3 separate regions of the Muntiacus reevesi genome follow, and all the other regions are linked to region 2. Evidence: chromatin contacts called from public Hi-C data. All regions are on one chromosome and are shown on one strand. The core of a region is the stretch at or near the end of the contact, and the rest is flanking DNA. Distances in the headings are between cores, read along the strand shown. Region 1 holds the start of PBLD (phenazine biosynthesis like protein domain containing). Region 2 holds the start of CCAR1 (cell division cycle and apoptosis regulator 1). Region 3 holds the start of HERC4 (HECT and RLD domain containing E3 ubiquitin protein ligase 4).

Region 1 (3,286 bases), core at 524-3,023, 290 kb after region 2:
TATAAAACAGTCTATTTAAGAAAAAACAAACTGTTAATACAATTCTATTTAGAAAACAAAACCAAGACGGATTCTAAACTCATTAAGAGAGTATTTGTTCTTATACATTAATAAAGCTGTCTCAGAAACTACCTAAGTAAAATTTACTAATTATTCAGGATAATCCATCTCAACCCTTCTTTGCAACAGTGTCTAATGGCTAATGTCCAGGGGCTAATTTTTTAAAAGAATTCCTAGTGTTAGAACCAATTAAAATACCAGCAGCTGGAATACTAGGATAATCTTGGTCAAGTTCTTTATGAGTTTTGAAATATACTTTCCTAAACATTATGCTACATGAAGGATGCCAGTCATAAAAGATCACATAATGTATGATTTTAAGTGGATGACACTTATGGTATGGGAACTGTATGCCAAAGCTGTTAAGAAAAAGCAACTAAAAAAGGCAAAAGAGACAAAATTCCTTTATAACACAGAGGTATATATCATCTTCATAAATATAACACAAAATAAGTATTTGATGCAGTAGTAACTTTCTAAATGGTAGCCCAACTGCTGCTAAAAAATGAGAAGGAATTTCAAAATTTGGTCAAGAAATTATAAAAAACACGGAAATTTTACATCATTCTGCTTTCATTGTGCTTGCTCCTTAATTTTAAAAACAAGAGACACCACCACTACCTAAAGTGAAGCGAAACCTCTAAAATGATTGGGTTCTTTTCTAGAACGACCAGCCTCTGCAGTTCAGTCACTTGTTTAACCGAAACACCACCACCAGAAGAACAGTTATTAAACATATTAAGGCAATTAGGTGGATTTCCAGATTACCATGCAGATGAAAAAGGGGGCAAGAAAAAAAGTTTCTAGGGTAATTCAATCAGCGAAGCTGTTACATCACATACTATTGATAATTTATAGGAAACTGGGCTGTCTTTTCAAAGTCCATGAGAAGCACAGAAAGTCTTCAGCAATAGGAACTGTAGCTTTTTTTAACGCTGTAAAAATAGCCATGCCTATACCTTTTGTACGGCTTCAATGAAAATTACAGACACAATTCTTCAATGTTCTAAGGACTAAAACCATCGCAACATCACATGACTGAACTTGCTGTTTGTCTTTCTGTTGAGCAGGCTTATTTTCTTGGTCAAAATGTTACTACAGTCCTACATCAAATATAAAACAGGCTTAGCTACCAAAAGAAAATAAACCATAACGGTGTTTTTAAGTATTTTGTTTCCACGGCCTTACAATCTTTGCACAAAACACAACCCCTGGAGACTTAATAATTCCTATACACACAGTTTTGCCATCACTGGTGGTGTTTTAACAACTGTTTCCCCCAAGTAAAACTCCTACTTAATTCTAACCCAGTATTTGCCAAACTATACAAAACCACTACACCATCCCACCCCCGCTCAATGGTTCAGAAAGCCTATTTTCATAGTTCATCTATCTGAAATAAGTCCATTTCAAATTCCTATTTGAGAAATCACTCGCTTTTCTGCTTACAAAACAATTACCCAGTCTTTCAGTAAGTTTAGGATAAGGATGGGAAGGGGGGAAAAAAAAAACCCTTTGGAAAATGAGTACGTACTCTTTTCGAAGTTCCAAATGTGGAATATAAGGGCCGGCTAAGCGTCCTTTATTCCGCCCCGGAGACTTTTCGTTTATCTAGCTGCCCTAGAGACCGAAGAGCTAGGGAGAGTACGCCACTTCCTAGCCCGGCAGCCAAGCCTGGCTTAAAAACCTTCGCCACCGGGCGGCGGAATTACAAAGGAGGCCGTCTGCCTCCTTTGTCCTGGATTTAGGAGTTGAGCGCCTTCGTCGCCATTGGCTTTCCTCCCCCAGCTCCAGCCTCTCTCATCTTGGGAATCTGCGTCAGAAGTCACTCGCAGTCCCGCCGGCCCAGGTAGCCCAGCCGAGACTGCGGAGGACGGGAGGCCTCGGTAGGAGGCCAGGCCCATCCGGCGCCATTTCCATCGGGAGCGCGCTCGACAGGCCAGATCCTCCCCACACCCAAGTGCCCAGACTTCCCCTGCTCGCTTCCTTCCCACCCCCATCCCTTGCGCGAAGCTTTAACCAACCCCCAGCCTCCTAAGTCAGTTTTCGGAAGCTGAGGGGCAAAAAGCAGAAAGAGGAGAAGGGCGGGAAGCCGAGGGCGCCGCGCTGCCGTACCCAAAATGGCGGAGGCCAAGCCAGCAGGGAATGGAGGGGAAATGCTGGATGACCCCCACTTCGGGGCTCGGCTTCATCCACTGAACTCCACCTGAGTTAATCCTCCTTCCGACAGGCCGCCTTCCTGGAAGTGGGAGATCGCCTGGGAGGCGACCTCTACACTTCCCCCACTCTGCCGCCCCACCCCCTCCCAGTCGCTCTGCCGTCCTTCTCCCGACTCCGCTCTCGAAACTACCAGCCCAACCTACCCCCTTTTACTTCAGATACCCTGTCGGGCGACAGTAGCGCCGACTCCGGTGCCCGCGGGGTCTGGTCGTGAGGAAGCAGAAGTCGCCCGCCTCGGGTAGAGCCCCCACAACGGTTCTTCCAACCGTCTCTAGCGGGGGCAACCGCTAAGGAAGCTGCGCAGCAGAGCTACTGGCTTGGGGGGATGGGAGAGAGCGAGCGAGGAGAAGTGGGTGGAGCGAGAGCAAGGGAGACCGGCCGGCCCCGCTCTCGCGAGACAAAACAGTTGCTCTCGCGAGACAGGAGAGTCGGTTTCGCCTTGGCGCCGGCGGGAGAAGTGCGCTTGCGCGTTGGTCGGCTGACTAGTTGGGCAAGAGGTGGAGAGAAGACGGTGTTGGTCAAATTAGAGAAAGAGGCCGCGAACTCCACCTTTCTGGCTTACTATAAGGCCATCAAATTCTCGGAACAAACCCTTCTGCTCTCTCTCGAGGAGGATATCCGTGCGTATTGCAGGAACCCGTGGTGTCCCGGTGTGGAAAAGTTCTCTGATGCTCTGCCGCATCACGAACGAGTTCCTGATGCGGCAGAGCATCAGAGAACAAGTTCTGTAGAGGCCCCGCCCTTACCCAGCGTCACCTGCGTGGAAGGGGCCCCACGTGGTTCGGCTGCCAAAAGTGGGGAGGGCTCTTCTTGTCCACCATGTTTGTGTTATGCAGTGAAAAGAGTAGGGCTTCTCGGCTGGAAAGATGCGAAAGTGACCACCAGGCCCTGACTTGGGCTGGGCCTCTTCCCCTGGTCTTGGCGTTGACGGCGCAGCCGCCCTAAAGTGTTCCTCTTTAGGGGCGGGCTGTGTTAGTTATTGAAGTTTCCAGGCAAATCTCTCCTC
Region 2 (3,596 bases), core at 896-3,395:
TTTTCTGGGTACTCAGAGAAACTCAAAATTTCATTTTGTAAACTGAAGAGTCAAACCATAAGTCAAGAAATGGCAAAAAAATAAAAATCTTCCCAACAGCAATAGGATGAAACGCTGAAATAAACATTTTTAATGACATATTTTGTTACTTTATTTTGAAAATGACATTTTGTAGGTTTTAGTTTGAATATGTAAATATTTGCTCCTTTCCTTTACATCTATTTATTCTTTTCCTTTGCTTCATAAATTCTTTAGAGTTGGTTTTTCCACTTTAAATCCAAATACCTGAAAACCAGTCTTGTAATTTTTCATAAAGTATGAATACACTTAATTTTAAATATAACTTATGAATACTGACACCGTAACATGCCAAATGAGGTAAACTAGGATGAATGAGTGGCTGCTAACCTCTAACATAACTAAACCAATTTAACGTTTAAAAGACTACATATAATTGTCCAAACTGCTGGGTAAAGCAGGTATTTCGCTAGCTGGCCCATGAATTTTTAAAAGACGCTTCACAGATAATCTTAAAAGATACATCATTTTGCAAAGTTATATTCACAATATTATGCATAGATTAATGCACACAGTTAAAACATATGCCCAATCCGGCATCTATATAGCACATGTGTTCAGAGGAAGCCTGACCTGGCTGAGATACCGCAGTGGCTGTAAACTGAGTAGCCCAAGGCGGATTCTTCTGTCCTCCAAACTGAGCCATGACAAAAGGGGAGGGGGGGCCTTCGCCTGTTTGTCTTCTACAGCAGCGATCTATCAAGAAAGGATTCACAATTTAAAGTTCAACCAAACTACAACCATCACAAAAGTCTTATTTTAAAGAAATGTTTGATTTGTCAAGGACATCTTCGTAGACCAACTATAAATAACAAGGGGCACGTGAATGTCCAATATGCAGCAAAAACATTTTACGTCAAATAGTTCACAAAAGTAGCCAATTTCAATACATGACATTAGAGGTCGACTTACAAGAAACGCACTTCCTTCGACTACAAACTCACATTTAAACAGAAGACCGTCTGACGTTTTCTACCCAATTCTTTTTTTTTTTTTTTTACCCAATTCTTAACAATAAAAAATAGACAGCTTTACATTCAACAGAAAAACAGCCTGCTTGTTTCTTTTGGCAATGGGCTGGGGGCTAAAAGTGGAAAAATCAATAACGGAAATTGGGACGAGACACCGAAGAAAGGTATTCAAGAATATCATTTAAATAACGAACATCTCCTTACTTTCCAGACTAGGGAAGAAACTGGGGATTCCTTTTCTCTCCCCTTCCGCGAGGGAAAAGACAGTTGAAACAACGGATGCCCCTTAAGGAACCAACGCGAAGACCCCTCCCCCCAAAACCCAGCCAGAAGAGGCGAAGATCTCAGCCCGCGCACTCACTCCCTTCCCCCCACACCTCGGAGGAGCCAGGGCTGTGCCATCCATCTTCCTCCAGCCCCAGCTCCTCGCGGGCCGCAGACCAGGGGAGGGGGAATCCTCCGTCCCGGAGACTAGGCGAAATGCAAAGAATGGGATACCGAAAGCTCCGGTACCCTTAAGTCCCCAGCGGTGCGGAGAGGCCTCCATTCACCAAAACCCGTGCCACCATGCAAGGCTCCGACGTCCCGGACCGAAGCCAGGAGGCTAAAGCCTCACCGGCTGGAGAGCGAGGAACAGCAGCCCGCAGCCCCTTCGAGCCTGCCAGGCAGAGGCTGAAGCCAAGGGTTGCCGGGGACACCGGAGGGGCCGCCGAAAAAAAAAAACCCGAGGCGGTGGGGGAGGGGCCGGCCGCGCCGGGCCTGCTCCGACCCGCACAAAAGGGACTGTGTCCCTCCCGTCCCAGTCCCACGAGAGCCCCACCGTCGCCGGCCTACCGACGCCGTGCTACCAAAACGGCCGCTCCCGGCGCTTCGGCGGATCCGATAGGACGTCAGGAACCCCGGCTCGGCCGCTCGCCGCTCCAGCCGCGAGAACCAAACCTTCACCTGAATCCGGTCCCGGTTAACACCGAAGCCATTTCAAACCCATCAGGCGTAAGCGCATGCGTCAACCCCCCTCTTCCTCCGCGCCTCTGCCCCCTCCCCAATCTCTCCGAGGAACGGCGCATACGGCCTTACGTTCTACGTGCGCGCTCCCGAGGTAGCCGTCAATGCGCTCACCCCTTTCACTACGCAGCTGGAATGGGAGCTTGCCTCAGACGGGTTACCTTGCCCCTTGTATAACAATGAGCCAAGAGTCTGTATCTCTGCGCAAGCTCAAAGGAAAAGGCTTCGCTGAGTGTGGGAAGGAAAGTTTCGGGAGTCATGTGATCCGTGAGCCCGCCGCCATTTTGTGGGGGGGGTTCCTTTTTTTTTTTTGGTAGTTCAGGTACGTGGGAGAATGACTATATCCAGTGACATCTTCCTAACTTTTTGAAAAAATTGAGGTGAAATTCACTTAACACATAATTCCATCGTTTAAGTATTTTGTTGTACAATTCAGAGGCTTTTAGCAACTACATAAAGCTGTGCAACCACCATGCCTCCAACCCTTGAAAAGAACTCTTACCCGTTACGCAGCCCCTCCTTAATCCCCGCGCCCTCCATTCCAGGCAACTACTAATCAGCTTTCTTTCTATGGATTAGCATGTCCTAGACACTTTCTATTAATAGAATCATACTGGGACTTGACTGGTGGTTCTGTGGGTAACATTCTGAGCTACCCATGCTGGGGTCCCGGGGTTCGATCCCAGGTGAGAGAACTAAAGCGTACACGCCAGAAGTAAGACCCAGCACAATCAAATAAATATTAAAAAAAAAAAAAAAAGAATTATACAACATACAGGATTTTTGTGTGATTACTGTATGGTGTCCAAGGTTCCTCGTGTAGCGTGCCTTAGTACTTCATTTTATACCTAAAACGATTACTTTAAATGAATAATACCATATTTTGTTTATCCATTTGTCAGTTGATTTTTGGGGTTGCCTCCACTTTGGGGCTACTATGAATAATGCTGCTGTGAACATTCACATACGAGTGTTTGTTTAAACTCCTGTTTTCAATTCTCTTAGATTATACCTAATAGTGCGATTCTGGGTTATCTGGTAAATTCTATGCTTGTTGAGGAATTGCGAACTTGTTTTCACAGTGACTACACGAGTTTACAGTCCCACGATTAACAACATTAAGTATCCATTCTATGAACATGAAATATCTTTCCAATTATTTAGGTCTTCTTTCAGCATGTATTACAGATATCACAGTTCAATTTCTCACACTTTCCCCCCTCTTTTTTAACTGCACTCTACAGCTAGATGGAGCTTAGTCCCCCAACCAGAGATCAACCAGCGGTGGAGGCTTAAGAGTCCTAACCACTGGACCACCAAGAAATTCCCTTGCATCTCCTTGAGTAAATATAAAGATTCTTCACATTATTGTAAATGACCAAGTAAGGAGTGTGGTTTCATACTAAGTACAGGGGTAAGTCACTAGAATGTTTTAAGTTGGGGAAGGTCATGAACCAAGATCTGTGTTTTGTTGTTTGTTTTCTGTTTTCTGGCCGCGTTGTGCAGCTTATGGGATCTGTTCCCCCACCAGGGATCAAACCC
Region 3 (3,342 bases), core at 186-2,685, 470 kb after region 2:
GACAACAGAAGCCCTACAAGGGCAATGAAGCTATCAGAATAAGAATTAAGTATGTTTCATGAGCATCATCACCACTCCCAACATTGAAATTATGCTTTCTTTGTTTAAGTACCTTGTAATTTTTACTCTTATTTCTGTAATATACAGAAATAAGGTTCTGGGTTGAATTGGGTTGCCCAGAGACAATTGAAGTCCTCACTTCCAGTACCTGAGGATGTGACCTTATTTGGAAATAGGGTCACTGCAGATGCAATGCAGTTAAAAAAGAGGTCACAATCGATTAGGTGGGAGTGGACTGGTGTCTTTATAAGAGGGAAGGACACAGAGGCACAGAGAAGAAAATCATGTGGAGATGGAGGCAGGAATTAGAGTGTTACCTCTACAAGCTAAAGAATGCCAAGAACTGTCAGCAACCATCACAATCTAGGAGATAAGTATGGAGAAAATTCTCTGAGATCCCCGGAGACAGCCAGTCCTGCTGCCACTTTGATTTCAGACTTCTGGCTTCCACAACTGTGAGACAATACATTTGTTGTTTTAAGCAAGCAGAAATCCAGTTTGTGGTGTTGTGTTATGGCATCCCTAAGGAACTAATATACATACGTAGTCTAGCACAGACACTTTCCAATCTGAGATATATTTTTTCAATGATAAAAGAAATAATGGCTTACTGTGGAATTTTTTTCTAGGTTCTCAACATTCTGAAGTTAAGGTACTAGAAAAGTGTGACAAAGTTTCAAGAGTGCCTTGTTTTAAGTTTCCCCTCTTGACTGGTCTAGGAAATGCAGTTTGTTTATGTGAGGCTGGAACTCCAGTCACACATATTGCTTAATTTTCTCTGAATGAAAGAGGCCCTGCATAATATGTTTATCTTCAAGAAAGAGTGCAGAAAGTGATGGCAGCCAACACTTTATCGGGAGCATGAACTTGTGTTGATATTTAACGCCAGGAGGCTCCATCATTGCTGTGAATACATCTGGCGTGCTCAGATTAGCTCCATGTGAGGCTAAGGGTCAAATAAGACTTCACCAGCCTTTATTTACATGTTGGTGATGTTTTTTTCTGCGACTTCAAATTCACCTTGGATAAAGGGGGAATAAAATAATAGACTGGAACCAATAGGGAAAAAGACAACCTAGCCAAAAACCGAAGAGATTTCTTCACTAAAAGGTCCTTGTGCACGCTGAAACGCTGTTACAAGACACATCAAACGCCTCCGCTCGTCGTGCGAACCCTAACTTCAGCATTTGGCTTTTTCCTCTAAAGGCAGCGCAAAACAGCACACTACGCAGGCGCCTGGGTCTGTGTACCCTGGGAGGATTCCGGCGCAGGCGCGCGGGCCGGGAAGTGGGCGGGCTCGCGCGCGTGCTCTGCGACTCACTTCCGGCCAGCCCCTCCCCCTCCCCGCGTTACCACCTCCCCCTCTCCCTTCTCCTCCCCAGTCTCTCCCCCAGTTCTCCCCACCCCTAGTCCTCTCCGCTTCTCTCTCCGCCCGTCCTTCCCCTCCCGCTCCATCCGGGTAGCTGACGGCTGGCTCTGGACTGGACAGCAGTGGCGGCTGCTTTTCTCTGAGGAGCCTGGTAAAGTTTCATAGGAGCCGAAGAGAGGAGCACCTTCACCGACGCCGGAGGAGCGCTGGTGTTCGCCGCCACTGGCTGAAGGAGGAGGGTCCAGGAGCTGGAGACCTGCCTCAGCTGCCGCGCTGCCTCGCTCTCGGGGGAGGCGCCGCCCCCAGCCGCCCTGGGCTTCCCCTGCCTTGAGGGGCCCGGTGAGTCGTTGCCCGGGCGGGTTCGGGGGCGTGTGACGGCGTTAGGGAGGGGGCAGGCCAGGCTGGGCGGATACAGGCCAGCCTGGCGCTGGGTGCTTTCTCAGCGTTTCCTCGGGGTGGGGGGTGGGGGACGAGGGCAGTGCCGGGCCCCTTGGCCCGGGGGCTGGAATGTCGCACCTCCCTGGGGAAGGGCTTCCTTGGGACGAGGGCCGCCGAGGTGCGGAGCCTCGTCCACTGGCCTCTGCGGCTCCTGCGAGCGGGCGGCTGCAGTAGTTGACTGGTCTTGCCCGGGAGGTTGGGTGTGTGCAGATGATTTTTCTCCCGCGGTCCCCCTGAGCTGTTCTGAGTGTGTGTTCAGGGAATGATGGGAATAAAGTGCTTCTCTTTCCCCTACCTGTTGCTGACGAGAGGACGTCTTTCTCATTATTACTCCTCTGACTTTTTAAAGAAAAGGATGGATAAACCTCGTGCACTGAAATTAAGGGTGTTTTCCTGTCCTCTCCTTGAAAAAACAGAGCAAAACCCGATCAGACAATGCATAACTCACGGGAACTGTCGGGTTCAGATGCCCCAAAAGAATGAAATGAAACTTTTCTTGACGGGTGGGTCGTGGATGGAACGAGACAGCTTCAGCGTTTGTGCTAGCCTGAACGTAGGAAAGTTGGGTTTGGAAACTTCTTAGGTTCTGTATAAGGAATGTGGGTGACTACAACGGGAATAAGACGGGCTTCCTGTAATTGTTATTTAGTACGCGATGTATCTAAAAATCTGTGTAGGTTTAGATGAAGTGAGCTCTTTGTTACCGTGTCTATGTAAGCGAAGAAATATTCAGTCAGTGTACTGGAAAGTTCTACAGATTTCGCCATCAGACTATCAGTGTCCCAGTCCCCATTTCTGTTCTTGAAAAATCGACAGTGCCAATGTTATTTGCAGTTTTTTCTCCCATTTTCAAATAATTGTCTCAGACGTATAGATAGACGTAGATTGCCTTGGGAAAATATTTTTCAGTCAGGGTTACCACTCGTAATAGAAAATGTTGAATTTGGGGGGAGAAGTCTTGATCTTTAAACTGCATACTTTTGTATTATAATTAGGTACACTGGTTTAGTTTTTAAATTTAATTGTGAGGTCAGAGTGTTAATATTTTGATTTGTAAGGTATGATCTTTGGAGGTGGTTTTCTTAAGATCAGAGTTTAACTAGAGAACTATAATTTTCCCTTGGACCTCTTACTATGAATAGTTGAGAGAGTCTTTTTAAATTGTGGGAAACTCAAAGTTTCCATTATTGGCTTTTTCTAGTACAGATAAGAACTTCAGTTTTCTGTTAATGTGGAGGTAGGTATTATTAGACAGTCTAATTATTCACTTACTCTGTGACTTGAGGGAGATTGCAAGGGTTTATGTTTCTGTAGTCTTTTAAGTTTTTCACTGAGTATACATCTGATTTTGGGGGCAGCGGACAGATGTCTTGTATCTTACTCCCACTGAAATTATCCAAAGCAAAAAGCAAAAAAAAGATTAACTTCGTCAAGATACTTAATATTTCAATTAGAGTAGTCTATCAGAAGATAAC

The links. A called contact is a pair of places that touch in the nucleus more often than the background predicts.
Region 1: a contact with region 2 is called in a Hi-C map of blood, with 2.9 times the contacts expected there. The contact joins the promoter of PBLD here to the promoter of CCAR1 in region 2. A contact is called at or near these places in 2 of 3 Hi-C or Micro-C datasets (blood and muscle).
Region 3: a Hi-C map of muscle shows a contact between it and region 2, with 3 times the contacts expected there. The contact joins the promoter of HERC4 here to the promoter of CCAR1 in region 2. A contact is called at or near these places in 2 of 3 Hi-C or Micro-C datasets (blood and muscle).

Annotation. Positions count from the first base shown.
Region 1 is chr2:103,999,827-104,003,112 of mMunRee1.1, reverse strand. PBLD (phenazine biosynthesis like protein domain containing) reads left to right here and starts at 1,773. Exons shown (of 10, transcript XM_065922443.1): 1 at 1,773-1,909. HNRNPH3 (heterogeneous nuclear ribonucleoprotein H3) reads right to left here and starts at 2,584. Exons shown (of 10, transcript XM_065922438.1): 1 at 2,443-2,584.
Region 2 is chr2:104,290,479-104,294,074 of mMunRee1.1, reverse strand. It overlaps CCAR1 (cell division cycle and apoptosis regulator 1), which reads right to left and starts at 2,145. Exons shown (of 25, transcript XM_065922470.1): 1 at 2,127-2,145; 2 at 652-774. The coding sequence starts at 724.
Region 3 is chr2:103,822,229-103,825,570 of mMunRee1.1, reverse strand. HERC4 (HECT and RLD domain containing E3 ubiquitin protein ligase 4) reads left to right here and starts at 1,435. Exons shown (of 24, transcript XM_065922430.1): 1 at 1,435-1,768.